Regions from separate parts of the Ovis aries genome. Here region 2 is linked to region 1. The links are chromatin contacts, called in public Hi-C maps. All regions are on one chromosome and are shown on one strand. Each heading gives the region's core, a stretch centred on a gene start, on an enhancer-like site or on the middle of the called end of the contact. The rest is flanking DNA. Distances are from core to core; before and after follow the strand shown. Region 1 overlaps PSTPIP1 (proline-serine-threonine phosphatase interacting protein 1). Region 2 overlaps PEAK1 (pseudopodium enriched atypical kinase 1).

Region 1 (3,363 bases), core at 752-3,251:
GTGGCTGAGTGGATGGTGGTGACACCTCTGAGAGGGCCCAGGAGAGAAGATGGGGAGTTACTCTGGGGAGCACTGAGCTGGGGGTGCTTGAGAAAACACAGTAGGAGGCATCAGTCTGAAGCAGACATGCGGGAGCTGCCCTCTCCAGGAGGACACCAAGGAGGAAGCAAAGGGAAGGAGCGGGCTAAGCATGGGAAGCGTGGAAGGAGATGCCCGAGGGTAGGGTTGCCAGGTGGCGTAAATAAACACACAGGACACCCAGTTAAGTTCAAATTTCAGATAGACAATAAGAGCTTTGAATATAAACATGCCCCATGTAAAATTTAGAACATACTTACATTTTTAAAATATTTGTTATCTGAAGCTTAATGGGACAGTCTATATTTTATCTGGCAGTCCTGCCAAGGAGGCTGTCACTCAGAGAGATGAACAGAGGTGAGGTCTGAGCTAAGATGTGGGAGCTCACTCAGGACCCACTCCTGTCTGCTGCTGATGGGTGAGGCGCACCTTGGTCAGAACAGGACTGATGGGAAAGTGCCTCTCCCAACCCACCTGCTCTCCCGCAGAGGCCTCTCTGAGGGGCGAGCTCCCCCTCCTGGCAGAGGAGGGAGGTGGCTCGGAATCCGAGGTGAGGAACCTGGCTAGAGCTTCCTGCCCTTGACTCCCATGTACATTAGAAGCAGACCCTGGAGCCAGATGCCTGGGTTCATTCCAAGCTGCGCCACACAGTCTCTGTATGATCTTAGACAAATGACCTAGCCTCTCTATGTCTCAATTTTCCCATCTGTAAAATGGGGATAATGATATCACAAGCAAAATGGTTGTGAGGATTAAACGAATTAATACGTATAAAGGTCTCTTAAGACCTGGTGCAAAGTAGATGCTTTGCAAGGGTTGCTGTCATTATGCCACCCTCCTCTGAGCCCACATCTGCACACCCTGACCAGTCCTGGGGGTCCCCCAGGCCCCTGAACCTGATCTGAGCTGTACCTCCCAAATGCCCCACCTAAGAGCTTACCACATGCACCCCCCGTCTTATCAGAAATGCCCACTGAATTCGCCTTCGGGTTGGAGGCCTCCCCCTGAAGCAGCTCCCATAGAGTGGGCTCCCCTCCTATCACCCCCTACATCCCTGTGGGCTGATGGGCGCCGAGTCTCCAAGTGCGCAGAGACGGTGTGCGGGGGCTGCAGACTGGCTCTGAAGCAAGGTTTGTCTGCTCTCAAGGGTAAAATTCTCTGCCCCTGACCATGGCCCCTTACCCAAGGAGGCAAAAATACGCTACCGCTCCTTGCTCACCAGGCCACCCGAGGAGCCAGAGCCAGTGAGGCTGATGGTGGCTCAGAGGGTAAAGAATCTGCCTGCAATTCAGGAGACCTGGGCTCGATCCCTGGGTCAGGAAGATACCCTGGAGAAGGGAATGGCAACTCACTCCAGTATTCTTGCCTGGAGAATTCCATGGACAGAAGAGCCTGACAGGTCCATGGGTTCACAAAGAGTCAGACATGGCTGAGCGACACGCACACGCGCGCACACACACACACACACACACACACACACACACGCCAAACCTTGCCAGGTGAGGCGTCCTGTCACTGGCTGCATCCCTGTGCAGAGCAGCGTGCCTGCCCCCTGGTGGCCATATGACCACATGACACCCAGCGATACAGCTCTGCCCACCCCCGCCTGCGTGCCTGTGAGCGCGCGTGCTATGTCGCTTCAGTCGTGTATGACTCTTTCCAACGCTATGGACTGTAGCCCGCCAGTCTCCTCTGTCCACGGGATTCTCCAAGCAAGAATCCTGGACTGGATTGCCATGCCCTCCTCCAGGGGGTCTTCCTGGATCAAATGACGACTCACTTCCTGGATCAAACCCGCGTTCTGTTTTGTCTCCTGCGTCAACAGGCAAGTTCTTTACCACTAGCAAGCACCACGTGTGCTGAAGACTCCACCGACTCCACCCGCCAGAACCTCCTCACCGTCCTTGCAAGGCAGGCTTCATAAGGGGCTCCCTCCTCCCACGGGGACTCAGGAAACTGACCAGCAGCAGCAGCAGCAGCAGCACCTGGCAGTCCTCAGAAGCACAGCTTCTCCCGCTCCACTGCTGTCCTCCGGGAGCCGAAGCTCAGAGGCAGGGCCCAGCGCACTGTTTCAACAAGCTTCCAGGTGCTGCTGATGTGCATTCCAATGCTGGCCTCATTACTTAACGCTGGCAACTCTGCCAGGCAGGGAGGGCACCATCATTAGCCCCATTTCACAGATGAGAAAAACAAAGGTCAGAGAGGTGAAGAAACTGACAGTGGCTACACAGCTGGCAAGTGGTGACGCTTTCTGCTTCTCACCAGAGGAAGGTGGGGTGGTGGCATGGTCACCCCACTTGCCTTGGTAGGGGGTGGAGAGGTCAGGACTCTGCCAGAACCGACACTTTGCCAGCGGTTACACTTCCTTCTCACACATGCATCTTCTGCCTCAATCGACCCATTTACAGTTAGAGCCGCTCTAGGCCCAGCACGGCCAACTCTATACACCCTGTCCCTCACCCACAACATGACTACATCCTGCCCAGACCCCTCCCAGAGGCCAGGGCCTGCAGCCTACTGGTCCTCACCTCCCTTTGGACCTCACATCCCACAGACACCTCAGAGTGTCCGAAACCGGGCTCTTCACCCTACAAACCTGCTCCTCCTCCAGAGCTCCCTTCTCAGCAAAGGCACCACCACCTACCAGGTTATGCACACCCCTCCCTCCATCACCTTCTTTTATGCACCTCCCCAGTCTACCCATCCACCTCTCACTGCCACCACCCTAGGCCCTGCCCTGTCACCTCCATCCCTCCTGCTTCACTTCTCGTCTCTTATTCTGGTTCTTTGCCCACAGTCATTTGGCCACTCACCAGTTCCTCTTATATACCATGTTCCCCCTGCACCAGGGCCTCTGCACATGCTGATCCCCTGTGTGCAGCATCTTTGCCTGGCTCTCCCTTCTGTCTCTTCTGAGCACTTGTTCCTATTGTCATCTTAGGTTGATACATTGTCTATCACTGCACTGAAATAAGAGCCTGCTGAACAGGAGTAATGCTTGGCTCTCCTCCTCATTGTCCCCAGGATCATAGCCCAATGCATTAAACTCAATACTCAATAAACCCCAAGGCCTTTCTCAACTCCAGACCACTCAGGGAAATCATCACCAAGATTTCCCAGAGACTTTCGAACTGTGGTGCTGAAGAAGACTCTTGAGAGTCCATTGGACTGCAAGGAAATCAACCCTGAATATTCATTGGAAGGACTGATGCCGAAGCTCCAACACTTTGGCCACCTGATGCAGAGAGGCAGCTCATTAGAAAAGGCCCTAAAGCTGGGAAAGAT
Region 2 (3,128 bases), core at 292-2,791, 93 kb before region 1:
GTTGTTTTTTTTTTTAAAGAGATGTGGTAGTTTCAATAGGTTTGTTTAAAAAAAAACTCTTGGGAAATTTCTTTTAAAAAGTCTAGTATTTTTTATAAACCGAGGTGTTCACCACTCATCACCACCATTTTAATATTTATAAGTGCCCAGAAAGTACAAGGTGCTATACAGCTGTTACACACCCTCTCTCCGCAGCTGTCTGAAATTAGAGTAGGTTTTTGCGTCAGCCAATGCAGAAGCTTTTCCCCTTTTCCCCGGGCGGGCTGCAGGGACTTGCATCCGGGACATCCCGTCAGGTGTTTCCCACGCCGCAGCATTTATTCCAGCTTCTCACTTTTCCCCATCTGTTTGCCTCCACTTTTATTTTTTAAATCAAGAAAGTTTCAGGGAATCAAAAGAGGTCGGACATTTTTTAACCTAGCAGAAGTACAGAGTCATATATTTTGCTACAAATATTATATTATGGAAAATCCACTTTGCCCGTGTAGTGTGTGGAAAGTGTGTGTGTCCGCGCTCCCGATAACTTGAATGTTGAACCAGCCCTATGGCTTCAGGGTAGCATTTTTGAAAGATAAACCACACTGCTTCAGGAAATTTGCTCCAAATAACTACTTGGTTATCCCTTCCCTTAGCAGTTTTAAAAGGTGTTACATGCGAACACACCGGGATGGGATTTTTCTGTTGATAACGCCGGGCATTTTGGTATGAGATGAGGGCAGAAGCAAGATGTTGTCCTTTCAGTGGTTTGAATCATGGCAGTCCTCATTCCGCTCTCTTTCATTCCCCACTGGCTCTGCCCATGCTCGCTTTTTGAAAATCTTGTTTCTTTTGTTCTTTCCTGGAGCGTCACCTCTCTACTTAACATATTTTAGAGTTGTAGAAACCTACCAACAAAAGGTCCCCTCTGTCACCAGGTGGCGCCGCCCTTTGGTTTGCTGTGGTACTTTGCTGTGTTCTCTGTGGCATCATGTTACTGTGTAAATAAATTCATTTTCATATCCAGTAAAAACAGACAAGCTCTTGTCTTTTCAGCTTCTCTCCACACTGACGTGCCGCGGACATGGTTACATCTTAACTCGCAGGAGGTGTGCCTTCTCAGATGCTCCTCCCTGCTGACCTGGACTTGTTTTCAATTCATTCCCTCCCTGAACTGAGAAAACCAGCCATAGAAGGGCAAGTGAAGGCCTTCAGCTTTCCCCCAGAGCTCAGAGGGCTGCAGGTTTGCTGTGTGAGATCGCCCCCTAGTGACCAGTCACCATATAGAGGTCCTGTTAGTCGCCCAGTGGTGTCCGACTCTTCGGGACCTCGTGGGCTGCAGCAGCCCAGGCCTCTCTCTGTCCCTCACCATCTCCCGAAGTTTGCCCAAGTTCATGTCTATTGCATCGGTAATGCCATCCAGCTATCTCATCCTCTGACGCCCTGGGTTTGTTTAAAAGGTCCTGGGTTTATTTAAACGGTTTGGTTAGCTGGCTGAGGCTGAGCCTCTCAGTGGTCATCTCAGAGCTCTGCAGACAATATGAGCAGAGCAGGACCGTGTACAGCGTAACCTGCTGCAGAATTCACATCCTTTGCCTGTTCCTAAAGGTACACGGTCACACACTGGGTCCTCACAAAGGCAGACAAGCTAATGAGCAGATGCTTCCGTAGCAGACAGAGGAGGCCTCCTGGCTCAGGCAGGACGAGTCCACAGTGGGCAGAGGCAGTGACAGCTGCCACGTCATTGGAGTAGAATGGATGAAAGTGCAAACATGTAGACTCTGAATTTAGACCAGATTTTAGATTTCTTAACCCTTTACCGTGGACACTGTTTCCAGCCCAGTGTTTCTGCTTCTCTCCACCAGCAAGCATTCTAGAACTTTCAGACATAATATTTAAGGGATATTCCAGAAATGTGATTTCCAGACTCAAGTTATATATTGCTGAGGAGGAAAAACTGTACTGATGTGGGCCTCAGAGCTCCCTATGTTGCCTGGGCCTGGGAGGAAGGGTCAAGAGGATAAAGCTGAAAGACAACTCCCTGGGACATAGGCTCAGCTTCTGGACAGGAGCTCAGGGAACTTACCTTCCTTGTTGTGAACCGACTTCTGGAGGGAGAGAACCAAAGAAAGAGACAGTTGGAGCTGAGAGGTCTCAACATTATAGAGAGGGAACACAGTACGCTTGGGTGGCTGTCCAGTGCTCTGCTGGAGAGTGGCCAACTGGGGCCCCTGAAAGATACGGGCTTGGATGGTGAGGGTTCAGGGTTGCCCAAGTCAGGCTCCAAAGCGGGTGGAGCAAGGCCACAGATGGGATCCCTCTGACTTTTGGTATGACTGGAGAGAGATCCTGTTACCCCTTCAGCACCTTGCCCAGCATGGGATCCATTCCTAAGAATTCTGTCAGTGGGCCCTTAGGAAGACCACTCTTCCCTTTGAGTCTGGATTGTCCAGAGGTGATGGACCACTGACATTTGAGTGGGGCCTTTGGCTTCTCTGGTGGCTCAGATGGTAAAAAATCTGCCTGCAATGCAGGAGACCCAGGTTCAATCACCTAGGTAGGGAAGATCCCCTGGAGGAGGGCATGGCAACCCACTCCACTGTTCTTGCATGGAGAATCCCATGGACAGAGGAGCCTGGTGGGCTACAGTCCATGGGGTCACAAAGAATCAGATACAAATGAGTGACTAACACTTTAACTTTTCTTTGGCTTCCACGTGCCTGGGAGCTGACTTCTTTCAACCCAGGTCACAAAGAATCTTGAGTTCTTTCCTACCTGGGATTTACTGGTACGAGAAGCTCTCTGGGTGCCTGGCACAGGGTGTGCACTCTGTGAGCTCTCTGCTCTTCTCCAAGACTCAGCTAATTATGCATCCTTGTAAGAGAGCCCATGCTCTACAAGGGAAGGGACTTCATTAGTGCCTCAGGAGCCAAGGGCTGCAGTTGGCAGCTCACAGCTGAAACTTAAAAACTGGATTGCATACAGGGCGGAGGGGGAGGGATCTTGGTTGCCAAGATCCAGTTCTCTCAAATGTGCAAACCTCTGAGTGGAAACAGGCTGCCTGGACACAACTCCTGACCTCCTGGAGATGTTAGGTAACTCTCTCTCCACGCACACATATCCCAGCTAACTGCTCGCTTACCCTCTGAAGG

Evidence for each region. Hi-C and Micro-C count contacts between places; a contact is called where the count stands out from the background.
Region 2: a contact with region 1 is called in a Hi-C map of hypothalamus, with 3 times the contacts expected there. The contact joins two enhancer-like sites. A contact is called at or near these places in 6 of 16 Hi-C or Micro-C datasets (hypothalamus, liver, mixed tissues and 2 more).

The regions. Positions count from the first base shown.
Region 1 is chr18:29,922,714-29,926,076 of ARS-UI_Ramb_v3.0, reverse strand. All of the region lies in intron 1 of PSTPIP1 (proline-serine-threonine phosphatase interacting protein 1), which reads right to left. Among named protein-coding and RNA genes, the nearest start is that of PSTPIP1, 31 kb to the right of the region's middle. Within about 2 kb of position 2,001, at least 5 of the 54 cell types and tissues checked have an H3K27ac peak or open chromatin away from gene starts, as enhancers often do. A contact at or near this core is called in hypothalamus, where this site is marked.
Region 2 is chr18:30,015,479-30,018,606 of ARS-UI_Ramb_v3.0, reverse strand. It overlaps PEAK1 (pseudopodium enriched atypical kinase 1), which reads left to right. Exons shown (of 9, transcript XM_060401726.1): 9 at 1-1,009. Among named protein-coding and RNA genes, the nearest start is that of TSPAN3, 35 kb to the right of the region's middle. Within about 2 kb of position 1,541, at least 10 of the 54 cell types and tissues checked have an H3K27ac peak or open chromatin away from gene starts, as enhancers often do. A contact at or near this core is called in hypothalamus, where this site is marked.